Linked DNA regions of Sus scrofa: all the other regions are linked to region 3. Evidence: chromatin contacts called from public Hi-C and HiChIP or PLAC-seq data. All regions are on one chromosome and are shown on one strand. Each heading gives the region's core, a stretch centred on a gene start, on an enhancer-like site or on the middle of the called end of the contact. The rest is flanking DNA. Distances are from core to core; before and after follow the strand shown. Region 1 has its middle 110 kb from the start of ZFHX3. Region 2 has its middle 92 kb from the start of ZFHX3. Region 3 has its middle 23 kb from the start of ZFHX3.

Region 1 (4,713 bases), core at 150-2,649, 87 kb after region 3:
CAACCCGGAGCAGTTAACTGCCTTCTGCTGACACACCCTGAAGAGAAAGACGAAGCTGTTCTCGACATTTGCGCAGGCACCGTCGCCGACTTATTTTGCTACCACGCCGGCCTGGGTTCCAGTGGAGTTTTACAACATATATGCACACGGGGCTCCATACTTGGGGGCTGCTCTGTAGAAAGGGGCTCCTCGGGAGTCCCTGCTGGGTCCACCAGAGATGCTGGCTGCAGCCTGGGGCCTGCCTAGACGCAGCTTGGCCCCTCTGGTTCCCACCCCTCCTCCACCAGCCTGCCCAGTGCACCAGGAAGAGTGCAGTGGTCCATTGACCTCTGGGGAGCCAAAGGGCGTGGTCAGCTTTTTTTCGAGGTTATGGACGGTCTGAGTGACACCAGAGCCCACGCCTCCAACGGCAAGGCCAGCGGCCCTGGAGACGAGGGGCGAGGCCTGGCCGAGCCTCCTCGTCCACTTTTAGCCCTGCCCTGGAACTGACCAGAAGCCATGCCCTCCTCCCTCGGCCTGCCGGGAGCGCTGCCTCTTCTTCCCATGTCTTGGGAGCGAGATCCGTCTCCTCTGACAAACGCGAGATTCCAGGCCGAACTTTCCCATGCCACCGTCCCTCAAAATAGCCCGAGCGGAGCTGTATTTATAGCCGTGTGAGACTCTAATGGACCAATTTGTTTGAATTTCCACTGCTTTTGTGTTGAACATACCCCTCACCCGTGGACCGTCTCTTTAGGCCTTTATTGATGGGGTGTGTGAGGGTAGCGCGGGGGCCGTGACCAAGATGGGAGCTTTTGAGAGCGCGGGGGCTGTTTTGCATATTTACTGTTCTTTCAAGCCGCTTTTTTTGAGAGAGAGAGAAAGAGACAGAGAAAGAGGTTTCTGTAAGTAGCCCGGACAATGAGAACAAGCCCGGCTGTATGCCAAGCACGGGATGCCGGCCAAAACACATATCATTAGCTTGGACCAGCTATAAGCAAGGAAATGAGAAACATATGTTGGAGAGCAAGGTTAGGAGTGAGAGACTATGGGTCAGTGACAGTCACCCTAAAACTTTTCCCCTTGTTCTTCAGCTGTGGCCTGGCCGTGTCAAATGTCATTGCGACTGCCTTGATTTCTCATGGTGGGGCTGCCTGTGTTTGGTTTGGTTTGGTTTGGTTTTTTTTTTTTTTTTTTTCTTTCTTCCTCCCCCTGCCTGTTTCCTGATGGGAGTTTTTTTTTTGGGGGGGGGTGGGGAGGGGAAGAGGGGATGGGCGGGGAAAGGTTTGTGCGAGATAGTTTTTCCCAGTTCTGGGAAAACTCGCAACCTTGCTTCCCGGGATGCTCTCGGAAATGCCTCACTTTCTCTGAAGTTACAGTGTCTCTTGGGTTGGGATTTGGACTCGGTTTGGTGAGGGAAGGCAGAGGGGAAGGTTTTGCAAGCCTTTCTTGCTGTTTCGTTCTGAAATATAATTAGACGCGCCTCATTACCTCACACTGAAGGACTTTTGTACTTTTTCCGAGCTGCGTTTCCCGAGCTCCTTGACGGGCCGCGGGCTGCTGTATCCACTGGTGTTTTATCATATTAGCAGTTATTTTTTTTCCCCAACACGTCTGTCCTCTTGTCTTGTGCTCCCTGAGCTTTCCGGGCTTGATTTGCGGGTCTGAAGGCCAGGCCCAGGGACTCTGCTGGGGCCCGGTGCTGGGGGACAGGCCCGTATTCCTTTGGTCCTTGCCGGCTGCCCTCTCCTCCACCACATGAGTTTTCGTTAAAGTGTTCCCCGGACAGTTTGCTAACAAGGCTGTGCTCTCTTCCATCCCAGGGTCAAGACCCCTGTTCCCTATAAAACCCAGATGACGAACTGCATTGAGGGAAGCTCAGAGGCGGTCCCCGGAGGACCCACTATGGCTACTGTTCTGCAGCCGGAGATGCTTCCAGGCGGCCTCCCGGGAACCTCCCCAGGCTCCGACACCCAGGTTTGGCTACAGTCAGAAAAGAGCCGGGGGTGCACCCAGCCATTCCCGTTAAGGAACCGTCCTGCCGGGGGCTGCGTGGGGCTGGTACAAGCCTGGGTGGCGGAGAGCTACGGGGGAAAGGCCTTCCCAGAAAGCCTCTGGGCAGCTCTTTTTCAGATTTGGGGAATGGTGTTTGGGGTGGAAACCATTTCAAATAATTAAAACATTTGGTCCCTGTTTATCCTCTGCTTCCTTCTTCAGGCCTTGTTCTGAAAATAAACTTTGCTTGGAGTTTCCGGGCTCCTAAAATTCCCGAGTGTGTCAGTGTCCTGAGAGCCTTGGGCAGAGCTAATGATTGGCTTGAGGTTAGCTGGGCCTCTTTCCCCAGGTGAACTGTCTTCACGTTTTCCTCTTCAGTTTTTTTTTTTTTTCCCTCTTTTTCTGGGTAGCAGGTCTCTCTCCTGGGCCTGGAGACAAGCCTCCCTTGTTAACTGTTCCTAAGCGCTCAGTGGATCAGGAGGGGTGCGTGTAAGAGTGTGTGTGTGTGTGTGTGTGTGTGTGTGTGTGTGTGTGTGTGTCCATTTGACAAAAAAACAAGAGAGGAAAGAGAACAGCCAAACCACAGCATGTAGGCCGTGGGTATTTAAGTCTTCCATGGACAGTGAGGCAGGATCCTGGGGCCTGAAAATCTTCCACGTTGCAAGAGTCTGTTTCTCGGCTCTGTCCCCTTCCCTCTCTGTTGTGGCAGAGGGCAGCCGGAATGAGGTTTGCATCCATGTGTTCTCTTTCTGTGTCCTTACTGTTTGGCTGCCTGTCAAATCGCAACACAGTCAAAAACCTGCCTCGACTCCATCATATCCCACCATCTCGTTACCTCCCTTCTGGCTCTGCCACGCCTGCTCTTGCCTGGAACCCGAGAGGCCTTCTCGATGGTTCTGCCCACCTCCCCTTCGCCCTGTTTCAGTCCACTCAGCAATGAGTGGCCAGAGGGACCGTCGGAAAACCCCACTTCAACAAATCCCCCTACCCTCCCGAGAGCCCTCCTGGTCGCTGCCTACGTCTCCAACTTGACACCGAGCCATCTCTCTTTGGTCTTTTATGTTCCAGACACACGAGCTTTCTTGGCCTCACCAGTCAAGCAGGAATAACCACAGCGCCTCCTCAAAGGGTTGGGAGGAGTAAATGCTTGAAACACAGCAAGCCCCTAAAACGGGGTCTGACCACGACAGGCTCAGTAAACGGCAGGACCGTTCTGTTCTGTTTACCCCTTTGAGTTTGCCGAGGACTTTCCTGCTTCCCATCTCATCGTTGATGTTTTTCTCTTTGTCAGTTGCTTCTTTCTTGGGCTTCAAGTGTGAGTTTAAATGTTAACTCCTTAGAGACTTTCTCTAATCAGTTGATTCAAATAGGTTCCCATCCCTTGAACCCTCAACCCCATTATTTTTCTCCTGTAATAGCCGATTTGTTTCCCTCATACCCCTTTTCCCCACTTGTATGTACACAGTATTCATTCACCTGCAGGCGGGGTTAGGTCTGGACACCCTGATCTAGCACAACAACCACTTGCTGAATCAATGTTGGAGTCATTCAAATTCCTGGCCTTTCCTCTTAGAATACCAGGGCCACGCCCATCCCAGCTTGTCTCCTGGGCCACACACTTCTCTCCAGTTCCTGACTTTATTTATTCATTGTCTCATCCTTTTGCTGCTACTGACCCTGGGCTTTCGGGGAGGGAAAGTCTCTGAATCCTCCAGACGCTGCCATCTCCCTCCAGAGTTCTCTTCTCTCACGTGGGGGCCAGTTTCTCCTGTGAGAGGCTCACACTTTCATTTCTAGGTAAATGATAAATAATAGAATATGCAATGCCCAGAGTGAGTTCAATGACTAAGAACTCCTCCTCTGCCAAGTTAGAAGGGTTTAGGGATGAATTAACTCATCGTCTGCCGTTAAGAGATCAACGTCTCTGCCATCCCTCCATGGATAGTCCAGATCAGGCATCTTACAGCTCAAATCAAAAGTCTGAAGTGATGGTAGGAAACCCTAGTAGCCACTGTCGAGCCTCATCATCATGCACTGTACAAGGACATGTGTGACACGAGCTAAGAAGCCATAACCTGACCTGTCCTCATGAATCTCTCTTTCACTCTCATGGCCAAGAACGCCAAGAAGGAAAATGCCCTCGACTGAATTTTTATTATTTATTGATTCTGTCCCCTGCCCCCTTAGGCCTCCGTGCACTTTGCTAATTACTTCTTTGGAAATCTTTTTACTTTACCATTCACCAGAATGCTGCCACCTCTGGGAAAGAATGTGGCAGTGTGATGGAATGCAGGCTTGATAAGAACTGAGCTTCCAGAAGTGTCTTCTCAGCGAAATGCTGGTCCAGCCCCACCCTGTAATGTAATGCACTATGCAGGCAATGATGTAACCCTGAGAAATAGCATGAGGCTTGCATCAGAGGGATTCTTTTCATCCAGCAGAATAAGCATAAGGATAACTGTCTTCATCATTTCATTCTTGGCCCCACCTGGATTTGTACCACTGGTGTGACTACGTCATGGAATCAGCACGTGTGAGGCTCTCTGTTCCATTACTGAGATCTGAAGGGGACATCTGTATTTCCTCAGACTAAACTATTATTTCTTTTTTTTTTTTTTGTCTTTTTTTTTTGCCATTTCTTGGGCTGCTCCTGCGGCATATGGAGGTTCCCGGGCTAGGGGTTGAATCGGAGCTGTAGCTGCCAGCTTACGCCAGAGCCACAGCAACGTAGGATCCGAG
Region 2 (4,435 bases), core at 295-2,794, 68 kb after region 3:
GGCAGTCAAAGGGACCATGCCCTCTTTCTGGAATTGTTCCCTGAGCTATGTCCCCACATAATCAAGAGCAGAAATAGGAGCCAGAAACAATGAACAAGGTAGGTTGAAGGGGGATGCTAAAAGCCAGATCAGTCAGCCATCTAAAGGCCCACAGGAATGGTGAATGGCTTTCAATAAGTGTTCCAAATTGGATCCACTGTGGGTGTTTGTGTTGAGAAGGATACAGAGGCTGCCTCCTGGCTCGGTGGGAAAGGATGCTGTGATTGATTAGTGATGTCTGCCACAGGAATGGAAAGTGATGGTATCTGTGCCATGTTACTTTCCATCCCTGGAGAAAGGGTGCTTCTTGGATTCAGCTTAGTTGCATTTTGTACATCCCCCAGAAATCAAAACAAGCCTTCAGCGTTGAGGTCTGACAAAGTAGCCTTGGAGGACTAAGGTGAATTCCTTTAAATTCCCATGAAAATATTCTGATCTCCATGTTCTCCTTGAGTCAAATCCAGGAAGAATTCCCGGGGTAGCACTGGCCTTGCTGGGGGCACGACCCAAAGAAATGTGAACTTTCAATATCCAGTGTTACGCCAGTTAATAGGCTGAAGAACACAGAAGTTGTAAGGAAGGGGTTAGAACTGTTTCTTAGTGAGTAGCCTTTTTCCGAGTGATGGATGCAGGCTGCTACCTCTGAGAGACAGCCTTCTCTCACTCCACTGGGAGATATTTTTAGTATATCCTGGGCACCAATAACTGTTCACATGTTCCAAGTGATGATGAATTCATTCAAACAACAAGTCAAGACCCTGGATATCACTCAACTCCAGTCAGTCATAACAGCTGACAGATATAAAATATAACACATACCCTGTTAGTCTTGCTTTTCCCTTTCTTCCATATGCATTTTCAAGAATCTCATTCCATTCCTGGCTGTCAGAGATGCTGACAGTTGTGGAGGTTTTCTAGCTTTATCAAGGGAGATTATTTTTTTAACCCAAATTATTTTCCATTGTAAATGTTTAAATCCATATTAAGTCCAGATTAATGCAGGAAGCAGCTTCAAAGGATCTCGACTGAGGGAAAAATAATAATAAATGAAATTGTGAAGGAGGGGGGACCACCTCCAGGAATATTTTCTGTCTAGAAAAGAAAGTTGTTTGGATTTAAAAGATATCTAAAGAAAATATGTTTCCCAGGGATTGCTGATCTTTTTATAAACACCCAAACTTTGTATACAAATGAGGGCCGGGAACACTTTTTTTTCTTCCATGATTGGAATTAATAATGCAGATAAACCCTAAATAAATCAGGATTAGTGTTAACCACATCTTGAGGTTTAGGATGCTATAGGAAAATGAAAAGAGAGGAAAAAAAATTGGTTGTGTTAGAAAAAAAAACCTGTCTGGGCACTGGGTGAGGTGAAGGGGGCTGAGGGAGGGGACAGGGGGAAATGGAGAGAAGGGAGGACCAGCTGAGCTGAGTAATCAAAGACCTTCTAATCGCTGCAGCTCTGGAGATGTGTTCAAAGGCTCTTTCCTGACCACAGGCTGAGCAAGGTCACAAGGGAAATGCAGTTGCCTGGAAGGGGGAGGGGTGTCTGGGATGTTTGGATGGCGTTGTCATCAGGCTTTGTTAGGAGGAGGTCTGCTGGACTGTCAGATTTTAGCATCTCTCCAGGAAGCAGGTTCAACTTTTGGTGGTTAGGGAGTGATCCCTCCCCCTGCCCCTCCACCCCAGTTGCCAAACCAGCGAAGACAAGGACAGCGTCTGGATGTTGGTTCGACCTAGGAAGATAATCAGCACCACCGTTCTTCCAGAGCTCTGACCTGGCACTTTGGGATGCATTTTTAATAAAATTGTTTGGTTTCTTTGATGTTTCTGCTTTGGGGAGGGGAGGTCACTGAATACGACCTTGACCCATTTACTCCAGACTCCGCACCCTCCTTTTCCTCACAGGAGCCCTAAAGGCTGCAGATGTAAAGTCTGAGTCCCTTTCCCGTAGCCACCACTACAGGCTTCCTTCCTAGTAAATACCTCTCAATTCTTAGTGGAGAAAGACACATTCTTCAGCCCAAATCACATGACTGCCGAGATTTCAGCCTTCAGTGTGGAGCTAGAGTTGAGAAAATCCTTGCAAGAGGTTCAGCCCGCTCCCCACCTCCTGGCCCAAATTAACTCAGAAATGGTCCAGCTTTCTCACTTCCCTTTGCTCCCACTGTGCTGGGGTCAGTTGGAATTGGTGGCCATGTGACACGACTCCTTGCCTGGCCAGCTTCAGCTGGGCTCTCTTTGCTACAATGCTCAGACCTCACTTCTGTCCTAATCTTCAAGCAACTAGGCTGGTCTGAGTTTTTTTTTTTCTTCAGAATTTTGGGAGTTTTGAGAGATCTCATCTCCCATCTGTTTCCTGTTCCGTTTTTCACCACTTCCTCTTCTCTCTCCCGCACCACTGACCGGGCACACACAGCCACTGGACAGTCTCTCCCTGTCTGTGAAGTAACAAGAAGAGTCTGTACTGATGGTTTTATTCTCCTCCTGGGTTGGCCATTCAGTCTCCCCCCACGACACACTAAAATGGAAAGAAATGAATGACAGAGAGGGTGGGTGGCTCTTTCTCGGCCTTGGAAGTAATTCTTAATGTAATTTCTGTGGCCATTTGCGGTGACTCTGCGTAGGTTGAGTACAGAAAAAACAAATACATTTTCGGGGCCTCTCGATAGTTACCATGGTAATGTGAGATTTTGGTAAATAGAAACTTGTTTCAGGGAAAAAGCTGTAAGTCAGATACAAAATCCTCAACCTTCAGAAAACCTTGTCATACTAAAGATAGGTGAAGAATGGGGGACGTGTGTGTAGGGAAGGGCATTTAAAAAAAAAACAAACTAAAAGGTAAGCTTGTGGAAATGAAAGATGAATAGAATTCCAACATAAAGATAAAGGATTTTTTTTTCAGTTGGCACTTATACTCTTAAAGACAGTTCTCCTTGCTCTGAAGGCAAAACAGCACGCATTTAAGGGTAAATAATCTCAAGGGCTCGAAGGGGTCAACAGAAAGGACGTTCTTCCAACATGAAACTGGGAGCACCTCCTGGACATAGTGACTCTGGTTTCCAAAGAGGAAGCTGAGTGGAAATAAAGTTTTCACCCCACTCCCCACCTTCCATGTAAACAGAAATGCCAGTGGTGATGAGATGCAGCCCATTTCAAATGGATGCTAGTGATATAATGATACACACATATTTCTGATGCGTGTCATTATACCATCATATAAGTCATATATACATACACACATATTTATTTATTTGTAACTTTCTTTTCTGGAAACATAAACATAAGGCCTATTTTATGAACTACTTGATAGGTAGGTGAGTAGGTTCCATTTAAAGAAGTGATTTGGGGAATTCCCATTGTGGCTCAGTGGTAACAAACCTGACTAGGATCCAGGAGGACATGGGTTCAATCCCTGGCCTTGCTCAGTGGGTTAAGGATCCAGTGTTGCCTTGAGTTATGGTCTAGGTCAAAGATGTGGCTTGGATCCCTCATTACTGTGGCTGTGCTGTAGGCCAGCAGCTACAGTTTCCTAGTCTGGGAACTTCCACATGCCATGGGTACGGCCCTAAGAAGTCAAAAAAAAAAAAAAAAAAAAAAAAAGAAGTGATTTGGCTACACTAATTTACACTGTATAAACTGGTGCATCCACTATGGAGAACAGCATTTTAAAAAACTTTATCATAAATATAACAGAATTATATTTATGATCTCACTCTTGGGTATATATCTGGAAAAGATGAGAACTCAAAATACAAAAAAGATACATGCACCTCAATGTTCATAGCAGCACTATTTATAATAGCCAACAACATGGAAGTAGTCTAAATGTCCACTGACAGATGAGTGGATACAGAAGATGTGGTACATTTACACAATGGAATACTACTCAGCCATAAAAAGAATGAACTAATGCTATTTTCAACAACATGGATGGACTTAGAGATTATCATATTAAGTGAAGTAAGTCAGACAGAGAAAGACAAATATCATACAATGCCACTTATATGTGGAATCTAAAAAGAATGCTACCAATAAACTTATTTACAAAATAGAAATAGACCCAAAGACAGAAAAAAATCCATGATTACCAAAAGACAAGGGGAGAGGTATAAATTAGGCGTTTGGGATTAACAGATATACATTATTGTATATAAAAGAGATACACAACAAGGATCTACTCTGTAGCACAGGGAATTATATTCAATATCTTGTAATAACATATAATGCAAAATACTCTGAAAAAGAATATGTCTACTATCTATATCTGATATACATGAATCACTTTTCGGTACACCTGCAACTAACACAATATTTTATATCAATTATACTTCAATAAAAATATGAAAAAAAGTGATTTGGGATAGCAAAAGAAAACTGGGTTTTTTCTTTCTCA
Region 3 (4,049 bases), core at 498-2,997:
TTAACGGAGAGGGGTATCAAATATCTATCTTTCAACCCAAGAGCTGAAAGTACACTTGTGACACGGAGGGGACCTCCCCTCCCCCCAAGGAAAGGGGGATGTTGAAGGCAGGCACAGATGAGGGAGAAGCAGCAAGGATGCACATTTTTCTCTCTCTTTTTCCAGGTGCAACTAAAGCCATCTGTTCACCTTAGCTATATTCTGCCGACTCCCAAGTTCGGGGACACCGTCACAGACACTCCAGTTCCCCTTGCAGTGCTCCCTGCTCTGCAAGCATCAGGGAAGGCTGAGGGAAAGGAATGAAATGAGAGCAAGGAGAAAGGAGGAGAAAAAGAGTGAGAGGACTTTGTTTTGTTTGTTGGTGGGCCACGGTGGGGACAAGTTATCTTCTTATTTCTATTCCCACTAGACTAGGCCTCCCGATACTGTGACCAACTGGTCCCACTTTGCCCAAGATGGTCCTATATTTAAAACTGACCCCAGGAATGCCCTCCATCCTAGAAAACTGATTGAGGAGAGCTGGTCACTCTCCTTCCCACAGGCTTTGGCCAAATTCCCACGAGGACAGAGAAAATTATGACCAAAATAAGGTAGTTCCTTTCAATTCAAAATTATTCAAAGAATGACCTCACTAAGCTATTCCATCAGAGATGCAAAGGTCCTGTTTCCAGGAATTTGTTTTTTTGTCTTTTCTGGGGCTGCACCCGAGGCGTATGGAGGTTCCCAGGCTAGCGGTCTAATTGGAGCTGTAGCCCACCAGCCTAGGCCACAGCCACAGCCACACCAGATCCGAGCCACGTCTGCGACCTACACCACAGCTCATGGCAACGCCGGATCCTGCACCCCCTGAGCAAGGCCAGGATCGAACCCGCAACCTCTTGGGGAATTCATCCAGGAATTTGAAAAAAAGAGCCATACACCTCTCCTCACCCCTGCCATGTTGGATTCTAGAGCTTTCCAGGTGGAAAATTTACCTGTCCCATCCACTCTGCTTTTCAGATAAAGTTTCCAGACATCTAAGATGCCCTGCCCTGTTTTGCTTGGGAGCTGTTTTACATCATTTTGGAAAAAAAAAAAAAAAAACCTAAAAAACAAAAAACTCTATTTGAAGTCACAGTAACTTGCTTTTTCTTTTTTTTTTTTCCACCTAATCTCTTCCATGGGGTCTCAATTCCTCCTGTGGCACCACAGTCACATACCGAGCTGTATCAAACGCCCTTAAAATAGTCACCTTGAGTCTGTTAGCATTTTCTTTTTCCTAATCTTGATAATCACAGCATCTGATCCTTCCGTTCTAAACTGCAGCCTTCCAATCCACCCTTAATCTAGACCTATCTGACCCTCTTCCAAAGGAGACAGACGAGGATCAGCATCACCCCGAGCTCCCCCGCCCCACAGCATCTGAGCTTGAATTTCCATTCATCCCAACCTCCATGCTTTTTTAAAAAATCAAAATGTCTCTGAACTCCTTGAGCTAATTTTAAAAGCAAGTAGCTTTCCCTCCCTGAGTCATATTCTTGGGGCTCGTAAAAATGTAGTTCCACTCGGAGACCACCTTGTCACAAACGTGCAAAAAAAAAAAACAAAACAAAAAAAACAACCCTCTGTTTCGGACGCCGCAGAGAGGAAAGGGTGAAACGGCAGCGCCTCCCGCCCTCCCCCCCCCCCCCCCAGCAGGCTCGGCCTTTATGGAGTCTATTTCCAGTCTGTTTACCTGGCAGGGACCACGTGACCAATCCAGAAGGAAATGCTGACATCATTGTCTCTCTCACATGTGCGGCCTCCCCCCCTCGTCCCTCCGTCCCTCCCAGCGCCGCGCCGCCGCCGCATTCCGGCATCCATCCCTCTCTCGCCACCGGCCTCCTCCCCCACCACTCGCGCCTTCTCCCACTTATTTCTCTGTCTTTCTCCTGGCACACTTTCCTTTGTTTTCTCTTTCCTTGCAGGCTCTCTCCTAGACCGTCCTGGACGGACACACACACACACGTGCGCGCGCGCGCACACACGCGCACACACACACACACACACTCCTCCATGCCCTTTTCCTTTCCTTCAATAAGCCTTTCTTCCTCTTTTATTCTTTCAGATCTGTGGCCATTGAGTCTTCACTCTGTTTTAAAAATACACTTCCTCTTTCTCTATAGGTTGGAGATTTCTTTAAAAAAAAAAAAAAAAGTCTGGAAGGCTTAGAAAACCTTCCAGATCCAGGGTGGGGGAAGGGCAGAGCAAGGCTGCGCGTCCAGCCCCTCAATTTCCTGCTCCAGTGGGCTTGGAGATGTAGGTGTTGGGGGGTTGGTCAAACAGGCCTTCTTTTTTTCTTTTCCACCTTCCCTCTTCCAGGTTCCCTCTGGCATTTCCACAGACCCCCTTCCCTCCCCGCAGCCAGACCCATATCCTGGCGGCCCTTGGCCTTGTGCAGGGTGGGGGGTGGGGAGCATGTGTCCCTCGGCTCCTCATTTTGCCCAGGGGGCGTAGGAGGCAGCTCAGCATCCTTCCAACCTGGGACCCTGGGAACTGGAAAGACACAGGAGGCAGGGAGGAAGGCATCCAGGCAGGTGCCTCCCACCCTGTTCAAAGGGTTGTTTACTCAAGGAACCTGTGTCAGGGCTCTGGGGTTGCTCCCAGAAAGCTTGCTTGGTGCACGTGGGCACAGAGCTGGAGCACACCATTTAGAGGAACTGTTTAATAAAGACACGGGGGCCTCCAACAGTTTATTTACCCTTACAGAAAGGTGGCCGTAGGGTGCCCCCTGGAAACTGCTTCAAAAGAAGAGCACAAGGGAGTGAGGCCAGAGGGTGAAACAACCAGGGCAGAATCATGGAATGGCTGGCCCGGCCAAGGGTCAGAACACACATGCTCATCTGCCCTTCTGCTCCCACCTCTCACCCCAGGCTGTTCTCTGCTGGGTTCGTACACCTTGTGGGTTGGGATGAGCCAGTGCAGCAGAAGGGGGAATGGGGAGGTCATGCAGAGGTGAGGCCATTCAGGAATCATTCTTTCAGACGTGAACTCATAATCCCCAACACGCATAAAGATGGAGCTCTACCAGGGGGATGTGCGTTCATGGGCATTTTTACCACTGGATTATATGGACAATCAGAAATACAACATCCTGTGGGAGAGGACCCTAGTAAAATTTAGAGAAGGGACTTTCAACACCAAAACAGTCCTTGTCTTCAATGTGCACATGTATTCCTATTTTTTTTTTTCTTTTTCTTTTGGCCATGCCTGAGGAATGCAGAATTTCCTGGGCCAGGGATCGAACCTGTGCCACAGCAGTGACAACATTGGGTCCTTCACCCACTGAGCCACCAGGCATCTCTACACGCCTGTTTCTGGAGGAACATTTCCAGTACTGTGTGTGTTAACATGGCCCTAGTGGCATTGCTGTGGCTGTGGTGCAGGCCGGCAGCTGCAGCTCTGATTTGACCCCTAGCCTGGGCACCTCCATATGCCGCAGGTGCAGCCCTAAAAAGCAAAAGCAAAAAAAAAAAAAAAAAAAAAAAAAAAGTCCTGGCAGCCAGTAAGGAGAAAATTCGGATATTATGAGGTTACCTTCTGGAGCCCTTGTCACAGATCAATGTACAATGCTGGCAGAAGGGTCTGGTTCAGTAGGTCCGGTTACAGATATGTCTCCTCAGGCATGTGAGGATCTAAACCCTCTTTGGACATGCTGGAAATCCAGAACTTTCTATATGTTGTAGAAGTTCTAGTTTTAAACGTCGAAATGTTATAGGCCAAGGACTTGCTGTTTTGATTCGTCAGTGAGGTAGATAGATAGATAGCACTGTTGGTCAATGAATGATTTCTGTGGCTTTTGAAACCAGCATAAAGTGGTGTCGACATCATTCAATGTCATTCTTCTCTTCTCCATGAACATTTATAGAGTCCTTCCTGAATGAGAGGGAGCACAGGTTCCTGGCTGTGCGCTTGAGGTGCCTATGTCATGGAGTCTCTGCTGCAAAATTATCATCAGTTGTCAAAGTGAAGGCCAAGTGGTAGAGAGAAGGGATAGAGGGTGATGGGAATTATGCAGAAAACATAGAAGG

What was found. A called contact is a pair of places that touch in the nucleus more often than the background predicts. HiChIP or PLAC-seq counts read pairs in DNA pulled down with a chosen protein or histone mark.
Region 1: a Hi-C map of liver shows a contact between it and region 3, with 2.8 times the contacts expected there. The contact joins two enhancer-like sites. A contact is called at or near these places in 1 of 5 promoter capture datasets (liver), 19 of 47 Hi-C or Micro-C datasets (adipocytes, alveolar macrophages, embryonic fibroblasts and 11 more) and 2 of 2 datasets of contacts at active chromatin or transcription factors (alveolar macrophages and skeletal muscle).
Region 2: a contact with region 3 is called in an H3K27ac HiChIP or PLAC-seq map of alveolar macrophages. The contact joins two enhancer-like sites. A contact is called at or near these places in 7 of 47 Hi-C or Micro-C datasets (embryonic fibroblasts, fetal liver, fibroblasts and 2 more) and 1 of 2 datasets of contacts at active chromatin or transcription factors (alveolar macrophages).

The regions. Positions count from the first base shown.
Region 1 is chr6:16,049,577-16,054,289 of Sscrofa11.1, forward strand. No RefSeq gene overlaps it. Among named protein-coding and RNA genes, the nearest start is that of ZFHX3, 110 kb to the left of the region's middle. Within about 2 kb of position 1,400, at least 33 of the 83 cell types and tissues checked have an H3K27ac peak or open chromatin away from gene starts, as enhancers often do. A contact at or near this core is called in fetal liver, liver, omental adipose tissue and 3 more, where this site is marked.
Region 2 is chr6:16,030,622-16,035,056 of Sscrofa11.1, forward strand. No RefSeq gene overlaps it. Among named protein-coding and RNA genes, the nearest start is that of ZFHX3, 92 kb to the left of the region's middle. Within about 2 kb of position 1,545, at least 25 of the 83 cell types and tissues checked have an H3K27ac peak or open chromatin away from gene starts, as enhancers often do. A contact at or near this core is called in alveolar macrophages and liver, where this site is marked.
Region 3 is chr6:15,962,329-15,966,377 of Sscrofa11.1, forward strand. No RefSeq gene overlaps it. Among named protein-coding and RNA genes, the nearest start is that of ZFHX3, 23 kb to the left of the region's middle. Within about 2 kb of position 1,748, at least 47 of the 83 cell types and tissues checked have an H3K27ac peak or open chromatin away from gene starts, as enhancers often do. A contact at or near this core is called in alveolar macrophages, fetal liver, liver and 4 more, where this site is marked.